Regions from separate parts of the Sus scrofa genome. Here all the other regions are linked to region 2. A link is a contact called in public HiChIP or PLAC-seq data. All regions are on one chromosome and are shown on one strand. The core of a region is the stretch at or near the end of the contact, and the rest is flanking DNA. Distances in the headings are between cores, read along the strand shown. Region 1 holds the start of ZHX2 (zinc fingers and homeoboxes protein 2). Region 2 overlaps DERL1 (derlin 1). Region 3 has its middle 22 kb from the start of ZHX2.

Evidence for each region. HiChIP or PLAC-seq counts read pairs in DNA pulled down with a chosen protein or histone mark.
Region 1: a contact with region 2 is called in an H3K27ac HiChIP or PLAC-seq map of skeletal muscle, with 9 times the contacts expected there. The contact joins the promoter of ZHX2 here to the enhancer-like site in region 2. A contact is called at or near these places in 13 of 47 Hi-C or Micro-C datasets (alveolar macrophages, embryonic fibroblasts, epiblast stem cells and 8 more) and 2 of 2 datasets of contacts at active chromatin or transcription factors (alveolar macrophages and skeletal muscle).
Region 3: an H3K27ac HiChIP or PLAC-seq map of skeletal muscle shows a contact between it and region 2. The contact joins two enhancer-like sites. A contact is called at or near these places in 2 of 2 datasets of contacts at active chromatin or transcription factors (alveolar macrophages and skeletal muscle).

Annotation. Positions count from the first base shown.
Region 1 is chr4:16,552,572-16,557,553 of Sscrofa11.1, reverse strand. It overlaps ZHX2 (zinc fingers and homeoboxes protein 2), which reads left to right and starts at 3,695. Exons shown (of 5, transcript XM_021088974.1): 1 at 3,695-4,845.
Region 2 is chr4:16,329,935-16,334,450 of Sscrofa11.1, reverse strand. It overlaps DERL1 (derlin 1), which reads right to left. Exons shown (of 8, transcript NM_001244479.1): 4 at 4,332-4,358; 5 at 3,660-3,755; 6 at 1,496-1,548. Among named protein-coding and RNA genes, the nearest start is that of DERL1, 22 kb to the right of the region's middle. Within about 2 kb of position 2,395, at least 17 of the 83 cell types and tissues checked have an H3K27ac peak or open chromatin away from gene starts, as enhancers often do. A contact at or near this core is called in alveolar macrophages and skeletal muscle, where this site is marked.
Region 3 is chr4:16,573,167-16,578,204 of Sscrofa11.1, reverse strand. No RefSeq gene overlaps it. Among named protein-coding and RNA genes, the nearest start is that of ZHX2, 22 kb to the right of the region's middle. Within about 2 kb of position 3,739, at least 12 of the 83 cell types and tissues checked have an H3K27ac peak or open chromatin away from gene starts, as enhancers often do. A contact at or near this core is called in skeletal muscle, where this site is marked.

The sequences.
Region 1 (4,982 bases), core at 2,446-4,945, 220 kb before region 2:
CTGAGGCCTATGCCACAGACACAGCAATGCCAGATCTGTTCTTCGTCTGTGACCTACACCGCAGCTTGCGGCAGTGCCAGATCTTTTTTTTTTTTTTTTTTTTTTGTCTTTTTTTTTTGTTGTTGTTGTTGTTGTTGTTGTTGTTGCTATTTCTTGGGCCGCTCCTACGGCATATGGAGGTTCCCAGGCTAGGGGTTGAATCGGAGCTGTAGCCACCGGCCTACACCAGAGCCACAGCAACGCGGGATCCGAGCCGCGTCTGCAACCTACACCACAGCTCAGGGCAACGCCGGATCGTTAACCCACTGAGCAAGGGCAGGGACCGAACCCGCAACCTCATGGTTCCTAGTCAGATTCGTTAACCACAGCGCCACGACGGGAACTCTGCAGTGCCAGATCTTTAACCAATTCAGGGAGGCCAGGAAAGGAACACACATCCTCACGACCACTACATTGGGTTCTGAACCTGCTGAGCCACAATGGGAACTCCAACTTCTCTGTTTTGTGTTTTCTTTTTTCATTTATTAAAAACGACAACAACTTATGCAGCATGTACATGCAGGGATCAGACAGCTGGAAGGGATGACCCCACCATTCCCATCTCAGTTCCAAATTTTGATGCCACCCCATTTCTTCTGGGTTCACCAGCCAGTGTAGACTTGATGTCATTAGGTTGGGGGCCCTATAAGGCTACTGCTGTGTTTTTATTTTTTCTCCTCCTGCCATTTCTAAATTTTCAAGATTTCCCAGCCAGGCCTAGGTCTCACCATATCTTGTCTTTCCTCGATTTTAAAACCACCAGACAAAGATTTGAATCCAGGTTCTTTACTTATTGGCTAAGTGACTTTGAAGAAGCTTCTTAACTTCTCTGAACTGCAATTTTGTCATCTGTAAAATGGGAGCAATAACACCCACAGGGAGGAGGTCGTAAGGATTTGGCAAGATAATGTTAAAAGGGCTGGCACATAATAGAGGCTCAAAAGGTAATTGCTATTAATAAAAGTAGTCCTGGGAAGCACTGGAGGCTGTTCTAGGCTGTTCACGGGCAGAATTGTACTATCCTTAAGAGCTCTGGGAGTTCCCTTCATGGCGCAGCGGAAACTAATCCAACTAGGAACCATGAGGTAGCAGGTTCGATCCCTGGCCTTGCTCAGTGGGTTAAGGATCCAGCATTGCCATGAGCTGTGGTGTAGGTCGCAGATGCGGCTTGGATCTGGTGTTGCTGTGGCTGTGGTATAGGTCAGCAGAAACAGACCCTAGTCTGGGAACCTCCAAATGCCGTGGGTGCGGCCCTAAAAAGACAAAAAGAAAATAGAGAGAGAAAAAAAAAAAAAAAAAAAAAAGAACTCCGGCTCTGGTCTCTAAAGAACCCAGTTAAAGTCCTTGCTTTCTCTGCCTGGGCTTCCTCATTTGTGAAATATGCATAATAATAGAACTTATCCTAACAGTGATTCTCCAGCTGTTATACAGGGATCCTAACAGTCCCCAAGACCCTTCCTGGGGTCCTCAAGGTCAAATCTACTTTGGTAATAGGGCTAAAACAGTACCTGCCCTTTTCATTCGTATTCTTTCTCAAGTATACAGTAGATTTCCAAAGCCTACATGACATGTCATGTGTTATTGCTCTGATGGCTAATGGAAAGTGTGTTTGTAAATTCCCATGCTTTGGGGTTTTTTTCAGTTGAATTTCTAATAAATATCAAGATGTATATAACTTACATAAACAAAAGCTCTTTGGGGTCCTTAATAATTTGAAGGGTCTAAAGGGGGCCTGAGACAAAACATTCCGAGAATCAATGCCTGTTAGGGTTGTTGTAAAGATTAAGAACTGTACACCTGAAACTAAAACAATATCGTACATCAGCTATACTTCAGTTTGAAAAAAGATTAACCAGCAATTGGCAAAGGCACACAAAGCACTCAATAAGCACTACTCCTATAATTATTGATTCCAGAGCTCCTGAATCACATCAGGTAAGTGTCTGCCTCCTCCACCTACACGTGAAGCAAACTGAAATCGTAGCTCTTAATGCAAAAGTCACCCTTGTTTAATCCCCTGCTGTCTGCTTATATAGGGAAGGTCCGGCCCATGCTAAACTCTGAACAATTTAAAGACACTGCAGCACATCAGATGCCCCCACAGTGTCCAAGAGATACAAGTGGCCTGAAGACATGAAAGCTCAATGGACGGTCCAGAGGGTCTACCCGGTGTGGCTCATGCCTGACCCTTCCATCCTATTATCCGCTCGCCCAACCAAAAGAAGACGGTAGTGAGGGGGGGACAGAGGAAACATGGCTTATAGAAATCCCTTCTAAGTGGATGACCAGCAAAAGGAGGTGCAGCCTCAGAACAGATACAACTTTCTTAAGGTTTCAGTAACTTCCATGGAAACAGGGAACTGTAGTTATGGGGGGGGGGCGTAGGGAAGCAGTGGAATGACCTGGAAGAGTCAAGAGTAAGCAATATAAAAATATTATAGTTGGTGGGATTGTTTTCTTTTTCTTTCTCTCTTCATGCACATCCTTGAGGGAAGAGGAAAAAAACTCAGCATCCCTAAATTCTGATATTGACAGCAAGCACATTAGGATGTTAGACAGTAGATATGGAATGAGTTTGAGAAAGATGCGATAGCATCTGGATCATAGTCACCCAGGAAGTTCTTAATAAATCCTTTAAGAACCTGGGCAGTTTGCCTCTCAGATCTGAGAGCATTAGGAAAAGAGACCTCCTTCAAAGCCAGTACCTGGTTTCCTGCACCGTTAACAAACAACCCTGCATCAGCAATAACGGAACAAACAGGTGCAAGCCAGTAGAAAGTTTTGCATATGAGCTATTTTTATTTTTATTGTAAAAATTTCTGGGAACCCAAAGAACAGGTTCTGGTGGAGAAATTGGAGCCCTAAAGGGAGACCCTGAGAAAGCCTTTCAGCTGCTTTCTTCTCCTCAGCCTCAGAAACGAAAATGCCAAAAGGTCAACCAATGCGTTGACCACGCAGTCAGCCCGGGAGCCAGCCATTTTCACCCCGTCTCCGTCCTCGCCTCCAGCCACTCCGCCGCACACGGCCACCTGTTGCTGTCCTAGCGCCCAGAGCCGAGTCGCAAGCCGCCGCTAGAGTTCGTTCTAATTCCCCCCAAGCTAAGGCTGGCCGGGAAGCCCCGACGCTCCGCGCCTGCTAATCCTCAGCGCGGGCGGGGACTCCGCGGAGCCTCCCAGCCCCAGGCTCCCTTTGTCTTCTTGCTGCTCTCAAAATGTCAAAAGTAGACCCCAGACAGCATCCCCTTGGCCCCCGCTCGCCCAGTGCGCGCTCGCACTCAGCACACACTTGGGAGATGCTGACGCGTCGAGATGCCCACCGAGGAGAAACTGGTCCACCTGGCAGGGACAGGCGGCGCAGACAGGTTCTGTGAAATGCCAAAGCGTCCCCTGAATCCCAAATCCCTTGGAGCCCTTAGCTGAACACTGCAGCTGAAGCGCCGCGCCCAAAACGCGAGTTCACGGTTCCCGAGGCCGCGGGCGGAGGGCAGCGAGATTCTGACCTGCCTTTGCTCTAAGCCGCCCGAGGGGATCCAGGGGGCGGCGGCGGTTAGGGATGCCCTCCCGCCGGGAAGGCCAGAGTCCCAGTTTCGAAAGTGACCCGCCTCGCTTCCGAGGGACTTCCCTGCCAGCGCCGCAGGGGTGTGCATTTCTCCGAAGTCTGAGAATCCCAGCGAGCGCTGGCCCGACAAGAGTTTAAGTCAGCTCCCAGGGCGTCTGTTTGTTTATTGGCTCTTAGGAAAAAAAGTTTGAGGATGTTTAACCAACCTCAGACCTGGCGCAAGCGGAAATCTCAGAATCTCTTCAGCAAAAGTCATCTAATTTCGAGTCGTTATATAAGTGGGGGCTCTTCCTTACCCTCCCTACTCCGAGCCCTCTTATTACTACTCCAGGAGTTAAATGTGTCTCGCTTTAAAAAAGAAAAAAAAAATTTTTTTAAGTTGTTATTATTTCCCTGAGTCCTAGGGCGGGAGAAAGCGCAGGCAGCGCCCTGGGCTTGCGGCGGCCCCACCCGCGCGCTGCCGTTTGCTCTGCAGGAGGGACGCGGGGTCCCGGGTGCCGCCCGCTCAGCGAGCAGCCGCGCCCAGCGGTCCCTCCGTCGGCCACTCCACGTGGTTAGGATCAACAGTTTGTCGAGCTCATCAGTGACACCTTGAACTTTTCATAAAGAAAATGGGTATTGCACCAGGAGGGTTTGGCCGCGGCCGCCGCGCCGGGTCGTGCTTAATATTCAATGATCTCGCTCGCGCCTCCCCCTCCTCCCCTCGCAGAAATTCCACCGAGTCCGTTACTGGGCTCAGACTTTTAAGTTAATTTACTGCCCACCCCCCAACCTTGGCTAGTAACCAGCGCCTTTAGGGTTGGCCTCCCCCCCAGCTCTCGCCTGAAAATGACATTTCGCCGGCGTCTCCGGAGGGGGCTGAATTTCACTTTGTAACTTTCTGCGGAACCCGAGCCCGGGTGGCAGCTCGGGTGGTGGTATCGTATGCAAATACGCATGCTGACGTTACAGATCATGTGGGTTTTGGCGTAGATTCCCCACTGATCGAGACATTTTTTTCCCCTTTTTTTTTCCTTCTTTTTTTTTTTTTTCTTTTAAAAATTTTGGCCACTGTTCTCCGTACGGGGGCTTCTTCTGTCTGTCTGTCTGGCAGGCTGGCTTTCCCCCTCTTTCCCACGGAGCCCGAGCCGGGCGCCCGGTGAGGAGTGGGGAGTGGGTGGGGGGAGCCAGCAGAGTTCCATTTTGGAACGCCCGTGCCGCGTCTCCACGTTCCCAGCCCGGGTCCCCGCGTTCCCAGCCCCGGCGCAGGTAAGAAACTTCGCCCCGGCGCGGAGCACCCCCCGCCCGGCGCGGCCGGCCCCGAGCCCCGCACGCCGGGCACCGGCCACTCCAGCCCAACTTTCCCACCGCCGCCGCCGCCGCCGCGGCTCCCGAAAATGTGTTGT
Region 2 (4,516 bases), core at 1,146-3,645:
CACAGCAAATAAACGTATGGCTACCAAAGCGGGGGGAGATGGGAGGGAGAAGCATAAATGAGGAGTTTGGGATTAGCAGATACAAACGACTCTATAAAAAATACATCAACAAGATCCCACCGGAGAGCACAAGGGACTGTATTCAGTATCTTGTGATAAGCCATAATGGAAAAGAATACCAAAAAATGTATGTACATGTATATATATGTATGTATGCATAACTGAATCACTTTGCTGTATAACAGAAACTAACACAACACTGTCAATCAACTACACTTCAATTTTTAAACAGAATCTTAAAAGGACTAGCACTATGAAAATCTATTTTAAAAACATAAAAAAACATCGTGTAATGTCAGAAAGAGGAGTTCTTAGAATAGCTGCATCTTGAAATCCTCCTAAAATTTTGACTGGATGCATTCAAGGTTTTCTTAAGTCTCAGGTCTAATTCCAGATAAGAAATCTGACCCTGTTTCATCAAAACTTCTGTACTATCAAACCGCTGACAAAACTACTCCCCACCTGATCTGAGGAGTTTCCATAGGCATTCTGGAATATGCCTTAAGAATAAAAAAACAGGGAGTTCCCTGGTGGCCTAGCGGTTAAGGGCCCAGCTTTAACCATTTTGGCTTGAGTTCAATCCCTGGCCTGGAAATTTCCACAGGCCACGGGCGCAACAACAACAAAAAGGAATAAAAAACAGTAATTTTATGCACAAAGGGCTCAGCCTGGATAGAAATTAGGTCTCTATGTTTGCTCTATCTGGACAGTGAATCCAGAAATATTTATTCAAAAGCACATATATGGAAGCATATATACTCTAACAACAAACTAACCAAAACAAAAAAAAAAGACAGAAAAGAAAAATTCAGTGCTAGGAAGCTGCTGTGTGGCACAGACAGTAAGGATCCAGCATTGCTCCAGCTGTGGTTCAGGTCACAACTGAAATTCAGGTTCAATCTCTGGCCCAGGAACTTCCACATGCTGCAGCTGTGGCCAAAAAAGAAAAAAAAAAAAAAAAAGAAAAAAAAAAGTGTTAAATATGTTTAAAGTCCTGCAATTTTAAACAATTATATCAGAATGAAATTATCAATACGATAAGGTATCAAAGCATCAATGCTGAGATTCTTTAAAGTTCTTTTTTTTTTTTCTTTGTCTTTTGCCTTTTCTAGGGTCACTCCCACAGCATATGGAGGTTCCCAGGCTAGGGGTCGAATCAAAGCTGTAGCCGCCAGCCTACACCAGAGCCACAGCAACAGGGATCCAAGCCGCATCTGCAACCTACACCACAGCTCACGGAAACACCGGATCCTTAACCCACTGAGCAAGGCCAGGGATGGAACCTGCAACCTCATGGTTCTTAGTCGGATTCATTAACCACTGAGCCACGACAGGAACTCCTCTTTAAAGTTCTAATAAAGTTTAGAAAAAAAAAAGATAAAGAATAATGAAAGTCTTCCCAGGATCAGTTTGCAATAAATCTATTATCACTTACGAGCCTCCGATGATATAGTTGAATCCAAGGATAACCCAAGGTAAATAACAGGCCTAGGAAAGAAGATACACAAACATGAATAACTCCATACAACTGCTAAGGGGCTGCTATGGGTACGGTTATCCTAACAAGGGTGTCTATAAATCTTTTGGAAAGTCACTGCAAAAATTCCTTAGATCCATCTGGCATCATTCCTGTTGTACTTAAACATTCCCACCTAAAATTATGCTTATTTATATATTAGTAACTCAAGACAAGGTACTTTGCCCGTAGTTTTCAGATGTGATACGTACCCTGCTGAATTATAACAGCTTTAGAAAACAGACGTGTCCCCTATGGATGCTAACAGAAACATAGTCCATAAGAGAGGCACACTAAGACTCCAGCCAGCAAATTGTTACCAGTAACTTACCAAATACCCCCATCTTTTTAGGTTCTCCTTTTACGTACTTCACAAAATCATTTCGAATTTTTACCACATTATACATCTTGAACTAACACTCTCCCGTACAAGACTTCCTGTACAGCCCAGGGAACTCTACTCAATATTCTGTGATAATCTATATGGGAAAGGACTCTGAAAAAGAATGGATGTGTGTATATATATAACTGAATCACTGTCATACAGCAGAAATTATCACAACCTTGTAAATCAATTATACTTCCATAAAACTTAAAAAAAAAAAAAAACCCACTCTGCCAAATGAGAGAGCTCTCCAGACAAATTCAACATTGGAGCCCCTGTAAAAAATTAATAAACAGAAACCTCAATTAAGTACAGTTGGGAGACCAGAAGGGGGAGCTCTCGCGCCCTGTTCCAAAAGCAGAGCCCAACAGGAAGAAGACAGACTTCTTTCCTTGCAAGGACTCAGCCAATGACAAGCTCTGTTTACCACGGCCCTCCCAACTTCCTCTTCCTCTCTCTATAAAAGCTCTCTCCTTCCCTTGGTGTGCAGGGACTCACACGTGGCCAGCCATGGCTGCAGACTCCAAAATGCAATTCTCTGTCGATCCCAAGTAAACCTTCTTGCTGGAGAAATATCTGACAGCCTATTTACTTTGGGTCAACATCCCTTCCAGATTCAAGACATCAATCTAATAGCTAAGGGAGTTGCAAAAATATCACACATGTCGATAACTTGAAGGTAGAATATGGTAAGTGCTCTAAGAGGAACACAAAGTAGTGCAAGAGCCCAAAGGCAAGATGAATGCCACAGACAGATGAGGCAGGAAATACACTCAGTCCCAACTCAAATTAAAAAAAGAGTATGGTTTCGGAGTTCCCCTCATGGTGCAGTGGTTAACGAATCTGGCTAGGAACCATGAGGTTGCGGGTTCGATCCCTGGCCTTGCTCAGTGGGTTGAGGATCCGGTGTTGCCGTGAGCTGTGGTGTAGGTTGCGGACGCGGCTCGGATCCCACGTTGCTGTGGCTCTGGCGTAGGCTGGCGGCTACAGCTCCGATTGGACCCCTAGCCTGGGAACCTCCATATGCTGTGGGAGTAGCCCTAGAAAAGGGAAAAAGACAAAAAAAAAAAAGAGTACGGTTTGGAGTTCCCACTGTGGCACAACGGGATTGGCAGTGTCTCTGGCACGCAGGGACGCAGGTTTAATCCCCAGCCTGGCACAGTAGGTTAAGAATCAGGCGTTTCTGCAACTGCAGCTCGGATCTGATCCCTGGCCCAGGAACTCAATATGCCAAAGGCGGCCAAGGGGAAAAAAAAAAAGTACAGTTTTCATAAAGAAGAAAATCAAAAAGATGTTGCGGGCAGATTGTGAGCAAAGGCACAAAGGGAAGTGTTTGGGAGGCAAAAAAATAAATAAAATAAAAATCTGTTTGGCTAGAGTGTAAACCACATAACAGGGAATGATAAGAATGGATTTTCAAAGAAATAGTTCCACATGAGTATCCCTCCCTCCCTCTACCACACACATACATGAGATCACTCGGGGACACAGGCCTAAGGGGCCAAGAACTAACAGCAAAGGACTGAGGTTTGGCTAAAGAACAGCAGGGTGACTGAGGAGGGGCGAGGGGGCTTGCCTGTGGTTTGCTGCTCTGCAGTGACCTCTGCTGGTTGTGTCAGAAAGTGCATCTTTGGGCTGAAGAGCGGGATTTTTGCAAAGACTAATGAAAAGGAAAATCTGCCAGCTAGGTTATAGTACCTTAAATCTTGTTCCAAACCAAAACGATACAATCATGTCTCTGTTCAGCTGGGCCCAGACGTAAAGCACTGACATGATCAGAGGGATCATCAGCAACTGCAAGAGAAAGGAACACGTAAGGACAGGGCTCCAGCGGCACTGAGAACAAGCCAAGCGTCAAGCTACCTTTTTCTCTTTTTAACCTCTCCCCTCCAAATAAACTCACCTATGGACAGTCAAAACGCAGAAAGAAATTCAACTCATCAGAATTAAAAGTTGGCCCTTTCCCTTAATCATTCAATGCATGCTTTAAAATCTTGTAATAAAATACAACACAATTATATTATTTTGGGTAGATTTAGAAGTATCAGGGGCAAGCTTTGTTACTTGAAAAAAGTATGCAATAAAGCTTTACTTACTGTATAGTCTCAATTTTTACAAAAACTACATATCCACAGACGCTTAGAAAATACTGGATAACCATCATTCTCAACGTTCATACATAAGAAGAAAGCCAGAAATTAACAAGAAAAGTAATGCTTTAGGGACTTCACGTAAGATCTTCAACATATCATATCATTAACCATGTAGTTAATATGATTTAAACTTCTATCAAAGGCCATCTTTGGGCTGAAGAGCGGGTAAATTCGAAACACATAAAAAGGCAAACAGACAGTTTCAAGGGACACTTACCTGCATATCCATTGCTAAGCCAGTAATCTTGGTTTGTCAAGTTAAAGATCAGACAGAAACAAAGCATTCTGCACCTAGTAAAAGTTCACTGCATTCCAGTTTTCTGAAGGAAACACTCTTCTATGGTTTACGTTGCTTAAAACACCCTAGAACACAAAGATGTCTAATAATCTTCATTCTGAAGG
Region 3 (5,038 bases), core at 2,490-4,989, 240 kb before region 2:
TCCATGACCCCCGTGACATGTTACTCCAACCTTCACACGGACCTGGATATTATCAACCCCCTTTTGCTTATGAGAAAGCCAAGACTCAGAAAGGCTTAGGAATTTGCCCAAGGTCACACAGACAATCAGAAGCAGGGCCAGGTTCCAAACCCAGGTCACATGCACTCCAAACCGTGTCACCCTCCCCATCCTACACTGCCTCTCCTAAGATGAGTGAGGCAGGGGTAACAGGGTCACCCGAGCTACATAGAGCCAGCTGCTGTCCGTCACAATCTCACTGCTTCGGTACCTAGACCAGAAGCGGCCCCCCTTGGAGAAGGGCATCAGAGTCGGCCCTGTGCTCCATCTACCCCTGGTGCCCAGAGGGAGTGAGGAGCCCTCGGTATCATCCAGCCCTCTTTTTTTCCTTGGAGTTCTGGGGGAGAAAGAGAAGAGCCCTCCATTCACCCCAGGAGCCCTTCCTCAAAACACCCCTGGGCCCTGAGCCGATGCCCACGGACCTCAGGCATAACAGATGCCTATATTTAACCGAGAGCCTCCTGAGATGGCAGGATGGCCAGAGGCCCCCAGCAACGTTGCACACAGAACAGAATCCAGGAAACCAACGATAGTGCCTCTCTCCCCACATCCGTTAGGTAAATGGCATCTGCCTCGCATTAGAGAAGAAAGAATTTTCCTGGCCTGAGCACATCTCCAGCAAGGGCTCCTCCGGGAAAAGCCTGCAAAATTCACTCTCACAGTGAAATCTGAGGATTCCAGGCCAAGTCGTTAGGTCGGATATCCTGAAGCCAAGAAGGGGAGAAAAGCAGCTGAGACGTGGCTGACATCTTGACGGTTCCGCTCCACAAACTGCGCCAAGGATGCTGTCTTCTGCTCACATGACTCTGACGGGCGAATGGAGAGGCCTCGGGGTCAGCCCTGGAGACTGGCCGTGGGGGCAGTGAGCGGCTCCATGGTCTCTGAGCTTTTATTCTCAGACATGGTGACAGAGCAAAGAGAGGGATGAAAAACAGTGAGGAGCCTAATAAAATATGCTTAGAAACTAGCAGCCACGGTTTCTTCACGTTTCCCTTCAGGAATTGAGATGGGGTAAGTATTTGAGGTGCATTTATCTGCTAGCAGCCTCACAGCAACCATACAGATCAGTGTAATTATCATCCCCACTTTACAGGTGAGGAAACCGAGGCCCAGAGGCATCAATCAATCTAAGGCTCCATCGATAATAATCAGTGGAGACAGGATTTGGATCCAGGTAAATGAACTCCTCAGTTCATACTTTTCACTGCCCTGATTCTGTCTCCCAGTTGGATGACAATCAGGCAGGCGGGTTGCGGGGAGCAGAACTAGACCCCAGGGCTGCCCAGCTCTAAAGCTCATGCCTACTCAAAATATTCAAACGTGTGTGGGGTTCTCCTGCAGTGCAGTGGGCTAAGGATCTGGTGTTGTCACTGCAGTGGCTTGGATTGCTGCTGTGACACAGGTTCCATCCTAGCCTGGGAATGTCTACATACCTTGGGCACAGCCAAACAAAAAAATCCCATATGTGGGGTCACTTGGGTGTGGCCCTCACACTTGTATGTACATGTACATGTGCACACGTGTATGTACATAACGAGCACGTGTCCCCTCTCACACGTACTCTCACATCTCACCTTGAATGTCTCTGCCTTTTGTGCATATTATCTTTATAATGTGTCCTTGGGGACTACATGCTTAGGGGGTTGGAAGGTCTCAGGGCTACTTTCAAGTGGTTCTGTATCAGAAGGGTTACTGGCTTTGGCAGGTGAGGCATATCGCTTATCTGAACAATCAGGAGGCAACTAGGAAGAGAGTCCCCTGATCATGCAGGGGTGTTAGTCCCAGTCAGGCAGGGGCCTTGGCCTCCCCCAACCCCACCTCTTCTGTGACCATGTGATACTGGGAAAGTTATGGCTATGACATGCAAGACCAAAAATTGGTCAGCTTTTCCCAGTCAGGTGCCTAGAAAGTTCTGTAAGCCCTGGACATGCAACAAGTGAGGCAAAAGCATCACTGAAATACAAGCCTTGGTCTCATTTGTAAAATAATAGCAACAATAGTGATAATAATAATAATAAAACTTCAAGAAGAGCAGGGATGTTGGAGTGTACAGTACAGATGACACAGAGGAGAAGGAACAGTCTTGGAGAAAGAAGCTGGTGACAAGTAGAGAAGCCTCGGGCTGGGGAAGCCATGAGCTCCAGGAAGAAGGATGGGGACATACCAAGTACAAGGACAAACCAGACAGGAATGAGCTACGAACATGAAACCTGCCTGAGGCAGCAGCTGGGAGCTGGACCTGATGGGACTCCATCTTCATAGCCTCCTCTGAGGGCCTGTGCAAAGGCTCCTGAAGCAGATGGGGAGGGGGAGGGGCACCAGGGGTGCGGGGTCATTGGAGCTCACCCCCAAGCACCTCATCAGCAGCCTGGGAGGCAGATGCCATGTGGGTCACATTACAGCAGGCCAATTAGGATATATGAGGTCATTAGGCGGCGCTTTGACCCAGGCCAGGTAGGAGACCCGGTGACTCTACCAGGGACGGGATCTGGGCAGTGTTGATGATGAAGACAATGATGATGATGACGACAGTAATAAGAAGTCATCAGGAGTTGTGTGTGCAGTGTAACGAATCGACTAGGAACATGAGTGCGGGTTCGATCCTGCCTTGCTCAGTGGGTTAAGATCGGCGGGTGAGCTGTGGGAGGCGAGACGCGGCTCGGATTGGCGTTGGTGGCTTGGGTAGGTGGGCTACGTCCATTAGACCTACAGGAACTCATATGCACAGAGCGCCAAAAATGCAAAAAAAAAAAAAAAAAAAAAAAGAAGTCATCAATGTTTAATTCTAATCAACAAAACTCACTGTGAGCTAGGAATGTGTCAATCACTGCTCGAAGCACCCGGCACATGGTAACTCATTTAACACATCCACCAAATGGAGGGAATGAACTCCGGATAGTTAGCACCTGTGGTGAATGCTAAATGAGATGCTCTATGTGAAACTGGCTTGAGCGATGGAGATAAAGATGACAATGATAAGAATGGTGGTGATGGTGGTGCTGGTGATGGTGGCCGCAGCAGTGGTGGAGGCGGTGGAGGTGAGGATGATGGAGATGGTAGCGGTACCAGCGGCAATGGTAACAGGTGATATAACGCTGTGGGTAAAGAAGAGATTCGGAGTTAAACAGAGACCTAAGTTCAAGTTCCAGCTCTGCCATTTACTCATTGGATTATCTTAGGCAAGCTTCTCTGAGCCTCAGTTTCCTCATCTGTGAAATGGGAACTACACACACACACACACACAGTACTGTTAAGAAGAGAAGAATGCACATCTGATACTTGATACACAGCAGCTACCACAGAGAAGGGCAGTGGTGGCAACAACGGGAGTGACGATGGCAGAGGTTCCCCACACAGGGAGTCAGCTCCTGACCACACCCCACAAACTCTCCCAGCAGATACCACCTTAGGAGCCTTCACTTGGAGAGGGTATTTTGAATTGGCTACACCTGGTCCCAAGTACACACACACACACACACACACACACACACACGCACACACACCTTCCACACTCACCGCGTTGCAAGCACTACTCTCTTAACCATTAACCAAGCTGGCTCTAGCTAAGCTGGGAAACAGACAAAGGTTATTTGTGGAGTTATTGCATCACCTTCTCACCCCTGGCCCTGGTACCATGTGGCTGTAAGCTGACCCCTACTCTGCTAGGATCATAGTCACCCTACCTCATCTCCTTCCCCTTCCCAGCCTCCTTGCTTTTACCCTTCCCTGTCCAGCCAACATTCGCCACTTAGGGTTTTGTGACCTCATGCTTAATAATAATAATAACAACAACCACAACAACATACGTGTACTGTGTGCCTACTATGATCCATGCTTCATGGACTGGTTTATTTAATCCTCACAACCACCCTGTGAGTTGGGTGAAATTCTTAGCCCCACTTTACAGGTGAGGATTCTGAGGCTCAGAAAGGTTAAAGTAACGTTTCCTGGGTCACACAGCTTATAATTGCAGAGCTGGCACCAGGGGCATGTTTGATCTTGGAGCCAAGGCTGTTTGTACCACATGATGCTGTCTGCCTTTCAAAGACTTAGCCCACAAGAGTGGGAGTATTGAAGAGCAAGAACGGAGGGTAAATGTTGAAGAAAGAAAGCATTTGGCTGGTTCCCAAGTCCCCTAGAAAGGGAGCTTTCCACCACCAGCTTCCCTCCAGACTCTGACCTGGCATTACCATGGGCCAACTGTCATGGTCACTATGAATCATAAAAATGATGCGTCATGCTTTCTAAAGCATGCTTTCTGAAAACCCAGACTTGTTTTGTTTAATTGCAGCATACCCTTTAGCCCAGCAGTTCCACTTCTAAAATGTTCTCCTTCAGATATATTTGCACATGTGCGAACAGACGTATTTACAAAGTTACTCAGCATTTGTAATGGCAAAAATTTGGAAGCAACCCAAATGTCTATCAGTGGGGAATGGTTAAATAAATTATGGAACATGCAGATGATCAAATACTCTCCAGCCATTAAAAAAAAAAATGTTTAAGCTCTATTTGCAAGGATACAGAAGCGATACATAGGAATGTGAACATATGGGTCTCTACGAACAGCAAGTGTGTTATGCCGTCGCCACTTATGTCAAATATGGTGAGGGTGAGGAATAAGCACAGGTGATTTCTCACATATGCATGGATGGCATCTAGCAGGATATAGAAACAACAGAAGCCATTCATTGCCCTCAGAAAGGACCTAGGCGGCTGGGAGACAGAAGTGCAACAGGGACTTTTTGCTCTCTCTTATTATGTTTCTTCTGAATGTGGGCACCTATGTGAAATAAATCTATATAAATGTGTCTATGTAGGAGTTCCCAACATGGTTCAGTGGAAACGAAACTTACTAGCATCCATGAGGACATAAGGTCGATTCCTGGCCTTGCTCTGCTGGAAGCTATGGTGTAGGTCGCAGATGCAGCTTGGATCTGGTGTTGCTGTGGTTGTGGCG